2 separate regions of the Arachis hypogaea genome follow, and region 1 is linked to region 2. The links are chromatin contacts, called in public Hi-C maps. All regions are on one chromosome and are shown on one strand. The core of a region is the stretch at or near the end of the contact, and the rest is flanking DNA. Distances in the headings are between cores, read along the strand shown. Region 1 has its middle 43 kb from the start of LOC112765509. Region 2 holds the start of LOC112765509 (phospho-2-dehydro-3-deoxyheptonate aldolase 1, chloroplastic).

Evidence for each region. A called contact is a pair of places that touch in the nucleus more often than the background predicts.
Region 1: a Hi-C map of leaf shows a contact between it and region 2, with 1.5 times the contacts expected there. The contact joins the enhancer-like site here to the promoter of LOC112765509 in region 2. A contact is called at or near these places in 3 of 8 Hi-C or Micro-C datasets (all in leaf).

What each region holds. Positions count from the first base shown.
Region 1 is chr17:51,462,933-51,469,832 of arahy.Tifrunner.gnm2.J5K5, reverse strand. No RefSeq gene overlaps it. Among protein-coding and RNA genes, the nearest start is that of LOC112765509, 43 kb to the right of the region's middle. Within about 2 kb of position 4,597, at least 3 of the 3 cell types and tissues checked have open chromatin away from gene starts, as enhancers often do.
Region 2 is chr17:51,419,059-51,426,357 of arahy.Tifrunner.gnm2.J5K5, reverse strand. It overlaps LOC112765509 (phospho-2-dehydro-3-deoxyheptonate aldolase 1, chloroplastic), which reads left to right and starts at 2,593. Exons shown (of 5, transcript XM_025811406.3): 1 at 2,593-3,459; 2 at 4,737-5,014. The coding sequence starts at 2,893.

The DNA.
Region 1 (6,900 bases), core at 3,348-5,847, 41 kb before region 2:
TTTTGATGGTGATTCGTGTTGAATTGGGTCGTAGACCGAGTTTATTTGATTTGAACCAAAGGCCGTAATTGGAAGGACCAACGGTAGGCTTTGGTTAAAATGGTTTCTTAATAAGCGGTGAAATATATGAAATGTCAATTTGCTTGAAATTTTTATAAGGAAAATACGAGTTTTAAATTTGGATAACGAACTTAACTAACTACCCCGACCCTACTAAGAACTCCCCAATTCTTACCCCCTATTTTCCACCCCTTTCAGCTACAGGTGTGAAGGTTTAGTGTGGAGTTATAAGAGTATAGAAGATTCAATTTACGAGTTAAGTTCTTAGATTTTATTTTCCTCTTGTCGTTTATGGTTTTGATTTTTAGAGGGTTAGGATTTGCTTTTCAGAATATTTGAATAAGTTTATGTATATATTGCTATGTGAATATATATACTTTTGTGATTAAAGAATATTCATTTTCTTAATTAAAGTTTCGGTTCGTATTCGTGAAGACTCATTATTAAATAAAGTTAGTATATAAGAAAAAGGTTTAGAGGTAAGTAGCGCACTTTTAGTACGATCATGAGGTGCTAAAAGTTAGGGTGTTACAAAAATAGATTATCATTATTTTATCATTTTTTATTTTGATATTAATTCAGATATTTAGTATCTTATTATTATTATTTTTATTCTCTTATTCTATGTATTTATTTTCATAAATCTTGCTAAATTAAACAAGGTACTGTATATCTTCTTTTTATTCCTCTTTTATATATCCATAAAATTTATTAAATTATTTCTCTTCCGTCTAATAATTTTGTTTCTCTTCTATTTATATTTCTTTTTTTCAATGTTTTATTGGTTCTTATTTTTCTATATTTTATTTTAATTTATGTATTTGTTCTTATTACACCTAATTTTTTTATTTATGTGTAATATATATTCTTATATATGTTATAGAAATATGATTTGATTTCATTAACTTGCTAACTTTTTTTGAAAAATCTAAAACTAAAGCATAAAAATATATTTATAGATATTTTCCTTTTTTAACTAAAAAATATAATATTTTTTGTCATATTTGTTGAAATTTTAAGTTAAATATGAATATTGATTTTTGAAATAGAATAAATATATTTTAAATTTTTTGCATCTAAAAGTAATATTCTATCAATGTTAGAATTAATGTTAACTTAAATTATAATAAAGTAAAAAATAAAAATTGTATATAATAATTTAATTTAGTTATTTATACTACCAAAATTATTAGTTATTGTATCTTATTTATTTTTATTTATTAGTGATCTTTAATTGTCTATTTTAAATAAAAATTTGAATGAATTGAATTAATTTTTTAAATTAGTAATATAATTATTGTGACATTTTTTTACTTAGTAATATTTTTTAATTTATTTAATTTGATTAATAATCATCTCTTTTTTATTTTATGCTAATTTAATTAATTAAAGTTAATAAATTTCAGTTATTTTAATTCTTGTAAATTTTTATTTTAATAATGTATTTCAATTAACGTATTAATATAATTTTAATATTTATATGTCATTAATAATAATAATCTCATTTTAAGGTGACGTTTTATCCCCAATAAATATATATATAATTATAAAAAATCTACTATTTTCTTATACGATTAGATTAGATATATTTATATTCAATTTATTTGATTACTTAATTAGAATTAATTATATTAAAAGATTAGATTAAGATTATGATAGACTAATTATATTATTATTAATTAATTATATTAAAATATTAAGATTATGATAGATTATTATTATTTTATTATTTTTTATTTTGATATTAATTTAGATATTTAATTTTTTATTATTATTTTTATTCTTTTATTCTATATGTTTATCTCATAAATCTTGCTAAATTAAATAAGGTACTGTATATCTTCTTTTTATTCCTCTTTTATATAATATAAAATTTATTAAATATTTTTCTTCCGTCTAATAATTTTATTTTTTTTCTATTTATATTTCTTTCCTTCAATATTTTATTGGTTCTTATTTTTTAAATTTTATTTTAATTTATGTATTTGTTCTTATTACACCTAACATTTTTTATTTATGTGTAATAGAAATTCTTATATATGTTATAGAAATATGATTTGATTTCATTAACTTGTCAAATATTTTTTGAAAAATTTAAAGCTAAACCACCAAAATATATTTATAGATATTTTACTTTTTTAACTAAAAAATGTAATATTTTTCGTCATATTTGTTGAAATTCTAAGTTAAATATGAATATTGATTTTTGAAATAGAATATTTTAAATTTTTTGCATCTAAAAACAATATTCTATCAATGTTAGAATTATTTAGATAGATAAGTAATAGTGAATATAGAATTATTTAGGATGGATAGAATTAAGTACATCTTTTTATTAAAAATATGAATTTAAAAATATTATATTCAATTCTTAATAGTCAACCTCTCATTGAACTATTATGTGTCCAAAGATTTTGGAAGAAATGAAATAATTTTATGTATATAATTTTTTGTAAATATTTAATTAATTCAAGATATTTATTGTCGTTGAATAAAAAAGTAAATTGAAATGAAAATTGAATATTTTTATACTCTTAAAATATTATTTATTTATTTTTCTAGTATTCTTTATTATCATATGATCATATTAATCCAATTTAATTCAATAAAATTATTTATCATCATTTGATTGAATAAAAATTTTATTTTATCTAAAAATTTTAGGATTTTTCAACCTCAAGATCATCCATGTTAAATCATTAAAAAATATAACTGAGAGCGTGGAAGCATCATCCCTTCATTTGAAAGCATGATTGAGATCAGAGAACTTGGTTCTTGTGGTTCTTTCATCTTCGTCAACCAAAACCTTCTGTTCCCTGATAGAGCTGAATCACAACTCCACTGTGGAAAAAGAGCTACGGAGACGAGTTTGATGTGTTGGAGACCAAAATCACAAAGTCATTATTTATATTTGAGTGTAACATTCATTAAACCCTAAAACTCAAATAAAATAGTATCTATGGTTTTAAACTCATCATTTATCTAAATCAAAAGAAATAATGACTTATTTAATTCAATATTTATGACAATAAATGAGATCACCATTATATAAGTCATTTAATGTAAAATTCCTTAATTTGCGATTATAATTAATATATGTATTGTCCATAAATATATTAAAAAATAATAATTTCCTAACAATCTTTCACTTGGATTATATATATATTTCTGAGATAATTACATCTTATAAATTTTATACGCACATCTGAATGTTATTTTCCTAATTACTTCAATAATCTGGTCTATCTCATATATTAGTTATAAAATTACTGCAACTTTTATCACATTAGTATCGTAACAAAACCACGATGATCGCCATACTAAAATACTCAACTACATAAATCAAATTTGGATGAGAAAATTCAAAAATTACATGCAAAAATGATCTCATGCATGCCTATTTTTAACTGGTCCAACTTGAATAAAAAATTTATTTTATTCGGTGACAGACTCAGATGAAACTGTAACGGCAACGCCCGAGCTCATAGCGACGACGACTAAGTGAAGAGTCTGTGGAAGAAGAAGAGAAAAACTTAACAGACTCACAATGAGAGAGAGAGGGAGGATTTACCTAGAGAAAAGTGACTTGGCAGGAGAAAGGTGGTAACGAGCTCAACAACGACGGTAACGGAATAAGTAGTGATAGTGACATGAGCTGTGAAGGAAGATGGGAGCTGTGAAAGGGTATGCGGCGATGGGCTCAATAACAATGATGACGGAGCTATGAAGTTTCTTGTGAAGGGAGGAAAACTCTCGGTGAGGATGACTGTGTTTCTCTTGCATGGTTATAAAGTATGGATTCAAGTTGTGAATCACTGAATTGAATCTGTGATGTGAGACAAATCATAATTCTTAAAAAGTGTTTATATGTATATATCCGGAGCGGGTGCACCCTAAACCCGACCATGCCTTGTTCTAAGCAAAATCTGTCCCAATTTGGGTCAAGTTATTACCTTCTTCAATTGAGTATGGACGGGTCGGGTACCCGCGTATTCGGGTACTCATGCCAAGTCTAATCACGTATTGATACTCCATTTATTAAGGATTTACCGCTAACCAATGGATTGCTACACACACAAAACGAGATTTTAACTCCTAATAATTGTTTAAACTGACGAATGAGATGATCACTCAACAAACTTAAATTGATTAAAATAAATACTAATTATTTTTAATATTTTAATATTAAAAATTTTGAGAGTTTAATTTTAATTATAATTTTATAAAATATTTATAATAATAATTATTACATATATTTTATTTAATTTTTTAATAAAATTTTTATATAATTTTATTTATTATTCCGTATAGTATACGAGAATATACACTAATTATATTCTAATAATGACGTAATCTGTATTGTTACTGACAGGTGTGACTGAAATAAGCTTTTGAGAATTGTGCCTAGGTGGTGTGATTAGGATCGGAGAATAGAATAAAAATGGCTCAATTAAGTGGGTAGGTGAAAGACATGGACAGTTGGACCCTTTTGAGATAGAAGTCTTCTGCTTGAAAACAAAGGGTATATTCTCACACCAAGAAACATATACGAGGGTATATTAGTCAATAACGTGCAAGCCCAACATTACGACACACCTACACCATGTTCCACGTGTGTCAGCTAGGAACTTGAATATACATGTGCTTTTACCGCGTGGAATTGAAGTTTCGTCAACTTTGAAATTTTGTGCATCGGTCTGGTCTTGTTTGTTTATAATATTATATTATTATTATATTTTTTGTTTTTTGGTTGCTTCCACGAAGGGCTGTATTATACTGATAAGCATGCCAACTTTCATGTTCATAATTATCAGTTGAGAAACGATAATTTGATTTGTTTTGAATATTGAAAGTTAATCTTTGAGAATAGTTGTTCCATTTAATATATATAGTATCTTTTAACTTAACAAGTCAAAAATTAATCTGTTGCAAATAAAAGTTCTATTTAAAAATTTATTATTAACCAATAAATTACTGCATATATAAGACAAAATTTAAATTTTTAACACTTAATTAAACGGACTAATAAATTAACCACCACTAGACCAACCTAATTTGATTCTATTTAATCAAAATATTTATGAGCCACTAAGTAAAAGAGGCAGAAATATCCGAATCCACAGGTACCCGACTCTCCCTTACTCACTCGAAACGAATTTAAACTCGACCTGAATGGGATGGGTAGAGTAGTCTATTACCCCAGATAGAAGTGGAAAGGATAGTAGTGAAGTGAAAGAAAGACAGTACGGAATCAGATAGGACAAAAATTCGCCTATATCCGCCCCACTACCACCTCTACCACTAAATAATGATGTAGTCATCACGCCAGAGTCTGCCATCCCGCCAAAAAATAGGCGGAATGATCCATCATGCAATGTAAACTGAACTTAAAATGTTAAAAATTAAAAAATAATAAAATTACAACACAAATTTTTTATTATTTTTATTTTAAAATTTTAATTTTCAATAAAATTATTTATAGTAATATACCAATAAAATTATTTCTATTTTAAAATGTAGGTGACATAATTTAAGTACATACACTATAAGAAATTACTAGAATAGTGACCGATTTAGCGACCGATATTTATTGACAATCAGTTGCTATCAGCTTAGCGACCGATTTGGTGACCAATTCTGGCCGTTGCTAAAACCTTGGTCGCTAAATTCAAAATAGCGACCGATGTTGGTCGCTAATATTTAGCGACCGATTTTAGTGACCGATTTTCAACCAAGGCCACCTAACCATGCGAAATAATTTTGGTCGCTAAATTGGTCGCTAACAAGATCGGTCACTAAATAACGACCAATATTTCTGTCGCTAAGTTATTCGGTCGCTAAATGGCAACTAATATTTCGGTTGCTAAATCGGTCGCTAATGTTTCGATCGCTAAATCAGTCTCTAATAGCTAACTTCAAAATTTTAAAATCGGTCGCTAAATCAGTCGCTATTGTTGTTTCCTAGTTATAAATTTTAAGTAAATTTTGTATATATCACTGTTAAAATTTAATTTTTGAATGTAAATCTAATTCAAAAAAATATATAAATAATCAAAGATAGATAACTATATGATAAGATCAAATGTCAACAATTATTAAAAATCAAAATGAAGGCAAAAGAGAAATCGTATAAATATGAAATGGAAAATAGATTCTAAATACAAATAAATTTATATTTATGTATACTACATATATGTATTAAGAAAATGAAGGCAGAAACAAATCCACACAAATACAACAAATTTATATTTATGTATATTACTTATATGTGATGCTGTGATTTTTTATCACTGATAATGATTTCTTTAACTTTCTTATTCTGACTTTTTTTTCTCATCACACAAGATAACAACTTCAATGTCAGGTCTATTTTGTTACTGTATTTCTTCTGTTTTTCACCATAAACTTTTTAAAATAATAAAAAATCTAAAGTTGTCTAAATTAATTTTGTTGCATTGTCTTAATTTTAAATTAAGAAGAGATATTTAATAAAAGATAAATATATATAATCTTAATTTTTTTACAAAAAGATAAGCATTAACATAGACAAATACTTTGAAAAAAAAAAAAGGAGAAATAAACATAGTTACTGAAGAAATAAAATAATGTTAGAATTCACACTATAAAGTAGGTTTATAAATTTATAACCTTAATAGAAAAGTTAAGAAATAAATATATTAAGCACCTGAGGCACACTATTGTGTCTTGAATTGGCTATGTCCTTAAGGATTGGATTGTCCATAACAGAATTTATACCATAAAATTTTCTATAAGCTCCTAATGATGACCATGCACTCACATAGATTCCTTTCTGCTTGCAAAATTCTCTAAGCTTCCCCT
Region 2 (7,299 bases), core at 1,344-3,843:
AAATCTAAAAAATCAGCAATAACTCCACAAAAGAAGAAAACCACAGATGACAACACAGAATACGGTAACAACAGCAAAGCAGATCATTAGCAGCAACGATGACTTATAATAGAGATAACAAAGCATATCTGAGGCAAAAAATGTTGGCAACAACGCATAAATGAGGTGGTAAAGACGATGCATAACGGATCGACAGCGAAGACTCAGAACAAAGGGAAGATTGGCACAGTGGGAACTGTAGCCACAACGACAGAGGGAAGGAGTGGAACGGTGATGCGCGAGCATCTTAAGCACTTTTCATTAGCATTTCTTATAGAAAAGTTGTGACTTTTGCTTAATAATTATATAATTTTCAAGGCTTTTCTATTAGTACTTTGATTTCCTTAGTTTCATGATTCTTGTAGGAAAATATTGGGAAAAGAGAAGCAAAATAACAAGGAGGAACCAAGATTTAAAGACAAGTGCAAAGAACATCCGTGGATGTTGTCAACCCTGACCTCTACACACTCCAATGATTATAACTTGAGTTATAGAGGTCCAATTGATACGGTTCTAGTAGCATTAGAAAGCCAACTTCCAGAGCTTTCCAACGATATATAATGTCTATACTTTTTCTATGGCATCATGGCACTAAATGCCGCGACATTGGCGCTTAGAGCCAAACCGCATCCAACAGCAATTCTTCTCAGGACTCCTGGCGCTAAATTCCACTCCTCTGGCATTTAGCACCCAACAGGCAGCAAGGAAGTGCATAATTGCGTAAAAAGAGGCACCAAACGCCACCAAAGTGGTGCCGAACGCCTATAACAGCACCATCCCCGAGAAATTTTTGTAATTAACGAAGACTTGAAGACACCAAGCTTAAATTATAAGGAAATTCACTAGTTAGTCAAAGAGTCATTAAAAAAAGATTTCAGATTTAAATGATTAGATTTGATTTTGATTTGATTTAGTTTGAATTTGAATTCTATATTTAGTCTTAGAGGTTTTACTATAAAAAGGAGACTTCCTTCCTCCCCAAGGATACACTCTCCCTCTCTTCCATCTAACACTTCTCATTAGTTTTAATTTTACTATTTTTTTATTATATTTTTTTTCTCAAATTTTTTGAATGAAAAAAATGAGAATAAATTAAATTTTTATAATTTTTTCTATTTTATCACCAAACAGAATATAAAAATACTAAATTCTGTATCTCTATATCCTTAAATTTTGTTCTTAATATGTTGTCTTGTCCTAATCTTAGAAACAAACGCAACTTTAATTCTTAATATTAGATCATTTTAGTAAATTTATAAAAAAAAATTATTCTGTTGACATAAATAATTTTAAAATGATAAGAATCTAATTATAAAATTAAAATTAATATAAAAAATGATTGAAATTTTTTTAAATAAAAAAACCTAATTATAATGTTAAAAAAATTATAAAAGACTAATAAAATAATTTAACTTATAAATAACATATAAGACAATACACATCATTATTAGATTTTGCGGGGTAAAAAAGCCTAAATTTAGATGCATGGTAAGCCAGGTCAGTTATCTCAACATAAATGCACGCAGTCGCACCTTCCGTCTCGTTAATAAAACAAAACAAAATTCCATTCAAATTAATTGGGCTGGGGTATGTCTCTATCGAATATAATTATTTATATTACATTGATAACAATAAATTAAACTAAGAAAAATTGTTGGTATTAACAATTTTTAGTGTTTTTAGTTATTATTTATTTAGTATAAATATTAAATTATTTTTAATAAATAAATTTTATTAATTTATGTATATAAATTTTAAAAAAATTTAAGTACAAACTGTATTGATTTATATATATAAAATTTTAATAAATATAAATATAAATTATATATTTATTATATATAAAATATTTATAAATATAGATATAAATTATATTTGTGTATAAGTTATATTAATATTTTTATTTTTTTGATATATAAACATAATAAACAGTAATATTATAAAAAGAATAATTAAAATTATTTTATTTAATTAATATTTATAATTATATATTTATTATATTTAAATTAAATAACTACTTTAACAAATGAATACTAAATAAAATATTTTAAAACTATTTGAACGATTTTTCTAATTGTTTTCAAAATATTATTGTTTATTAAGTTTTTATATAACTATACGTCTATACATATAAAATAGAAATTAGTAGGTGAAGCATATCAAATGTAATTAATAAATATTTATGTTAGTGTATACTAAAATTAGTTATTAATATTAATTATTAATATAAAATATATATTAAAATATAAATATATATTAAAAATAAATTAAAATAAATATTATAAAATTAATAAATTTTATAATTTATAATTATTAATTATTATTATTAATATTTTTAATAATATAAAATTATATTTAATAATATAAAATTATTTTTTTTTTATTTTATTAATTAAGTATTGATTAAATTTTAATAAAAATATTAATTTTTATATTTTTTATAAATAATATATATTTATATATAAATATATTAATAATTAATTTTAATGAGATGTAACATTTTTGTAATAATCAAGCAATTTGACTTGGTTGCCAGCTTTCCACTCTCCAAAAGTTTCCAATTATACCCTAAAGAGAACTGAGTTGACGAGAACACCCTTCTCCTCCCAACTACCACGCCGCGATCTCTCTCTACCCAACTCACTTACCCCCACACCAACAACCTCATAGAGCCATAGTTGCTCTCTTTTTTCTCTTATAAAACCTACCACAAACCTCCCTCATGCTCTTCAGGCACCTCTGAAAAAGTGTGACCTAAACCAAGAGAGAAATTGTTTTTTTTTTTTTTTTAAAAAAGGAATCTCCCGTAGATCCTTTCTCAGAGAAAAAGCCTACCCAAATCAGCAAGAAAGCATAATGGCTATCTCAACTTCCAACTCCCTCATCCCTGCAAAGACCCTAATGCCCCCAACAAACCACTCCCTATGCCCATCCACCAACAGCATCAGACCCGGGACTAAGCTCACTTCCAGGCCCATTCTAGCCGTCCATGCAGCCGAGCCCACCAAGAACGTTAACCCGGTGGTCTCCGACAAGCCGGCTGACAAGTCGCAGCCAGCATCCTCCGCAGTGGCAGCTGCAGCCGCAACCGCTCCGGCTCGTAACGCTGTGCAGGGAAAATGGACCCCGGACAGCTGGAAATTGAAGCGGGCACTGCAGCTGCCGGAGTACCCGAACAAGGAGGAGCTGGAGGCGGTGCTGAAGACGCTGGACGCGTTCCCGCCGATCGTGTTCGCCGGGGAGGCGCGGAGCCTTGAGGAGAAGCTTGGGGAGGCGGCGATGGGGAAGGCGTTCTTGTTGCAGGGTGGAGATTGCGCTGAGAGCTTCAAAGAGTTTAATGCTAACAACATTCGTGATACATTCAGGATTCTCCTCCAGATGGGTGCTGTATTGATGTTTGGTGGCCAGATGCCCGTCATAAAGGTACCTAACAAAAATTTCAATTCTAGAGTCAAAATCAATTGTGAGACATATTCAGAAGTAATTGTAAATCTCTTTGTTTCTTGTTATAAGAACTAACTGAATGTTAGTTACATACTAAAATTACTTATTAAATTATATATATATATATATTTAATTTATTTTTAATATATATTTTATATTTAATATGTATTTTATATAAATAATTAATTTTAATATATATAATTTATTGAAAAAATTAAAATTTAAAAATATTAGCTTTTTAATAATTGTTAATTAATTAGATGGGATTTCTTTTAACAGATTCAATTTATTGAAAACATAAAAATTTGATTTTCAATAAAATTTTTTCTTTGATTTTATTGCTTAATGGATGCCTTTCTCTTATTATTATTATTAATATTAATTTTTCGTTAATACATTTTTATACATTACATATTTAATTTTTTACTTAATATTCATTGCTATGTCATATCATTAAAAAAAGAGCAATGCTAGGGCGAGTAACTTTTGTGATTAGTAGCCATTAAATAGTCATCAATAATGATTTAATAATGTAAAATTGATATGAGATTTCATCCGATAGTTCACATTTTTCTGCTGGTTACAGGCCAAAATTTAATAAAACTGCTGACTCCCTAAACTTTTCCTTAAGAAAATATTTATATTCATATTATTATTTAAATAATATTTAATACAACACTTTTAGTATATAGTTTTTGGTATCTGTATTTAACTTATTTAGAAATTATAATAGAGACGTTGTGTGTATATATTTTGTTTGTTTAAAATGAGATATATAGAACTGATATAGAAACATGAAATTACTTGATGGTTGGTAGCTTTTTTTTTTCAATTTTTCAAACTTTTGTGTGTTGTTTTAAAATTATTTTTAGAAAAATACTAGAAAATCATAAGAATTTATTGTTTTTGCCATCAGTGTTTAAAATTATAGGATAAAGTATATGATTAGATTACTAGAATAAATAAATTAGACTAAAAAAATTGAGTTGATGATTAAGTAATGGCAAAAAGCAATAAATTTCGATGGTTTTTTAATATTTTTTTATTCATTCAATTTTCTTTTTTCGGATATATTTTTGTTCAATTCATTATAGAAGTTAAGTAAGTCACCAAAAAGAGAAGTTAAGTAATTTTGCTTGTAACTTTGTGTCACTACCTGGAATAGAATTAGTGGCAGATATATACAGACTCCAAAATATGAGTATTAAGGATGAACACAAAGATTATTGTCCATTTGTATGACAATGTGGTTGTAGGTGGGGAGAATGGCGGGTCAGTTTGCAAAGCCAAGATCGGACCCATTTGAGGAGAAGAACGGGGTGAAGCTGCCCAGCTACAGAGGTGACAACGTGAATGGAGATGCTTTTGATGAGAAGTCGAGGATTCCAGATCCACAGAGGATGATCAGAGCTTACTGTCAAGCCGCTGCCACTCTCAACCTTCTCAGAGCTTTTGCCACCGGTGGCTACGCTGCTATGCAGAGGGTCACTCAATGGAATTTGGACTTTACTCAACATAGTGAACAGGGAGACAGGTTTGTATGCTAGTTTGTTCTGTATTTCTTTCCACGCATTTCTTTCTATGCTCTTTATATTATCCTACCTAGCTAGTTAACTACTTAAAAACCTATAAATTAATGTATAATATGTAACGGTATAGAAAATGGATTCATTAGAGTATTTGGAATACAAACGAAAAGAGGTGATAATTATTTTGTTTAGAAAGTGGTGTCTAATTTATAAAAAAAGTTAAAAATTAATATTTAATTTAAAAAATACAAAAGTAAATAATGTTTAAATATTTAAAATATATTATAAAAAATAAATTAGACAAAATTTAGATACTAAGTAATAATAAACACCATATATTCCTAGGAAAATAATACTTTAGTTATAAGAAGAAATCCAGAGAGAAGGGAAAATGTGATAAGACATTTCACAATTTTAATATTCACTTTCTATTTACAATTTCTAATACTCATTTTTTTAAAATATTTTTGATAATATTTAATATTCAAACCTATTTCTGTTACTCGGGCTAAGCCCAGTTATATTCATTACACATACTTAATTAGTGATATAAATTATTTAAAAAAAATTAACATAATGTATTTACAATTAATATTTGATGCTCTAAGCAAAATTAGACAATTTTTTTTATACATTGCACATCAGCACATGACAAATTTTCGTTAACTCCTTGATCCGCTTTAGTGATAATCTATGCACAGATCTAGGTTGGCCATAGCTTATTTTGGTTGCCGTGTATATAGGGGTGGCAACACTACCCAACTTGCAGGTATCCACTCCGTCCCTATCCGTTCGGAATGGGTAATTATCCTCTCCCGCACCGAGGCAGATTTTAGCGGGACGGATTTTTGGGCGGGGCGGGACGGGGTCGTGTTTATGTTAAATCCGCTCCTATCCGCCCCGATATATATAATATATATTTTTAATATATAATATATGTAACATATATAAAATAATTAGTAAAGTGATTTATATTATATATAAATTTTTACTTTAATTTATGTTATGTATGTAAATGGTAATTATATAATTTTTAAAATTTAATTTTATTTGTTAGATTTAATAATTATAGGGGCGGGTAGGGGCAGGACGAGTACCTGTAGGGACGGGTTAGGGTTTAACATTTTACTACCCGCGAGTAGGACGGGACGGGTTTGATGCGGGTTTTTTGTAGGGCGGGGTGAGGTCGGGTAGAGCAAAAACCCGCCCGTACCCGCCCAGTTGCCATCCCTACGTGTATATAAGTTATTAAGGGTATTTGCTTTTAAAAAAAATATTTATTTTTTATTTTTTTAAAATATCTTTTTTTAATAGATAAAAATGATTTTATATTTAGATAGTTTTTTTAAAAGGGTTTTAAAATATTAAAAAGATCTTTTGTTTCTGTTTTTTTAAAAATAAGATATTGTTGGCTTTTAAAAAAAGTAAATAATTTATTTTTTTAAATAAAAGTATTTATTTTAAAAAATATATCCAAATATATTTAAAATTTAATAAAAGTATTATTTTTTATAAGAAATACTTTTCTCACTCAAATAAACCAATACCGGACACTAAAAATGCAAAATTTTCATACTTTAAAGAAAGCATAAGGAATAACTGAATCTTAAGGGGCTGTAAATGGGTACACGGTTCACATGGAAGGTGGATGGTGTCTAAGTGTCTTGGTGTTACTTACAAAAGAAGTGGACTTCAACAGTTACAACTTGTCCTCTCGTCTCAATTTTAGTCCACTATGAATGGCTATGTCCATCAGATCATCACACGTTTTTCACAAGGCTAAATCACTGTGAAAGAACAATGCTAGGGGCCAGCAACTTTTGTGATTGATAGCTATCAAATAGCCATCAATGATGATTTAATAGTGTGAGATTGGTGTGAGATTTTATCCAATGACTCACCTTTCTCTGCTGGTTACATGCTGGCCAAAATTCAACAAAACTGCTGCCCCTATACTTTTCCCACTAAAAAATTGTGTAGAGACAAAATGATATTAGATTATATGCATAATTATGTAGTTGGCATGACTACTGAATTTAATGGGGCACAAGTTTTGTTTATATGTATTGCTAATAACTTTTAATCTTTTATGGCATTTTATCACTGAAAAAAACTTTTATAGCATTTAACCAACCTGTATTGGTCAAATGGTTAATTACTTGTTCGTTTAAGTGTTGGAAACCCACTTATCTATACAATAACTTATTGGCTAGCTTGTAAATCTTTTAGTCGAGTTCAGATTCGTAACGAATTAGTCCTTTACCTGCTGGGTTAAAAGATATTGTAAGAA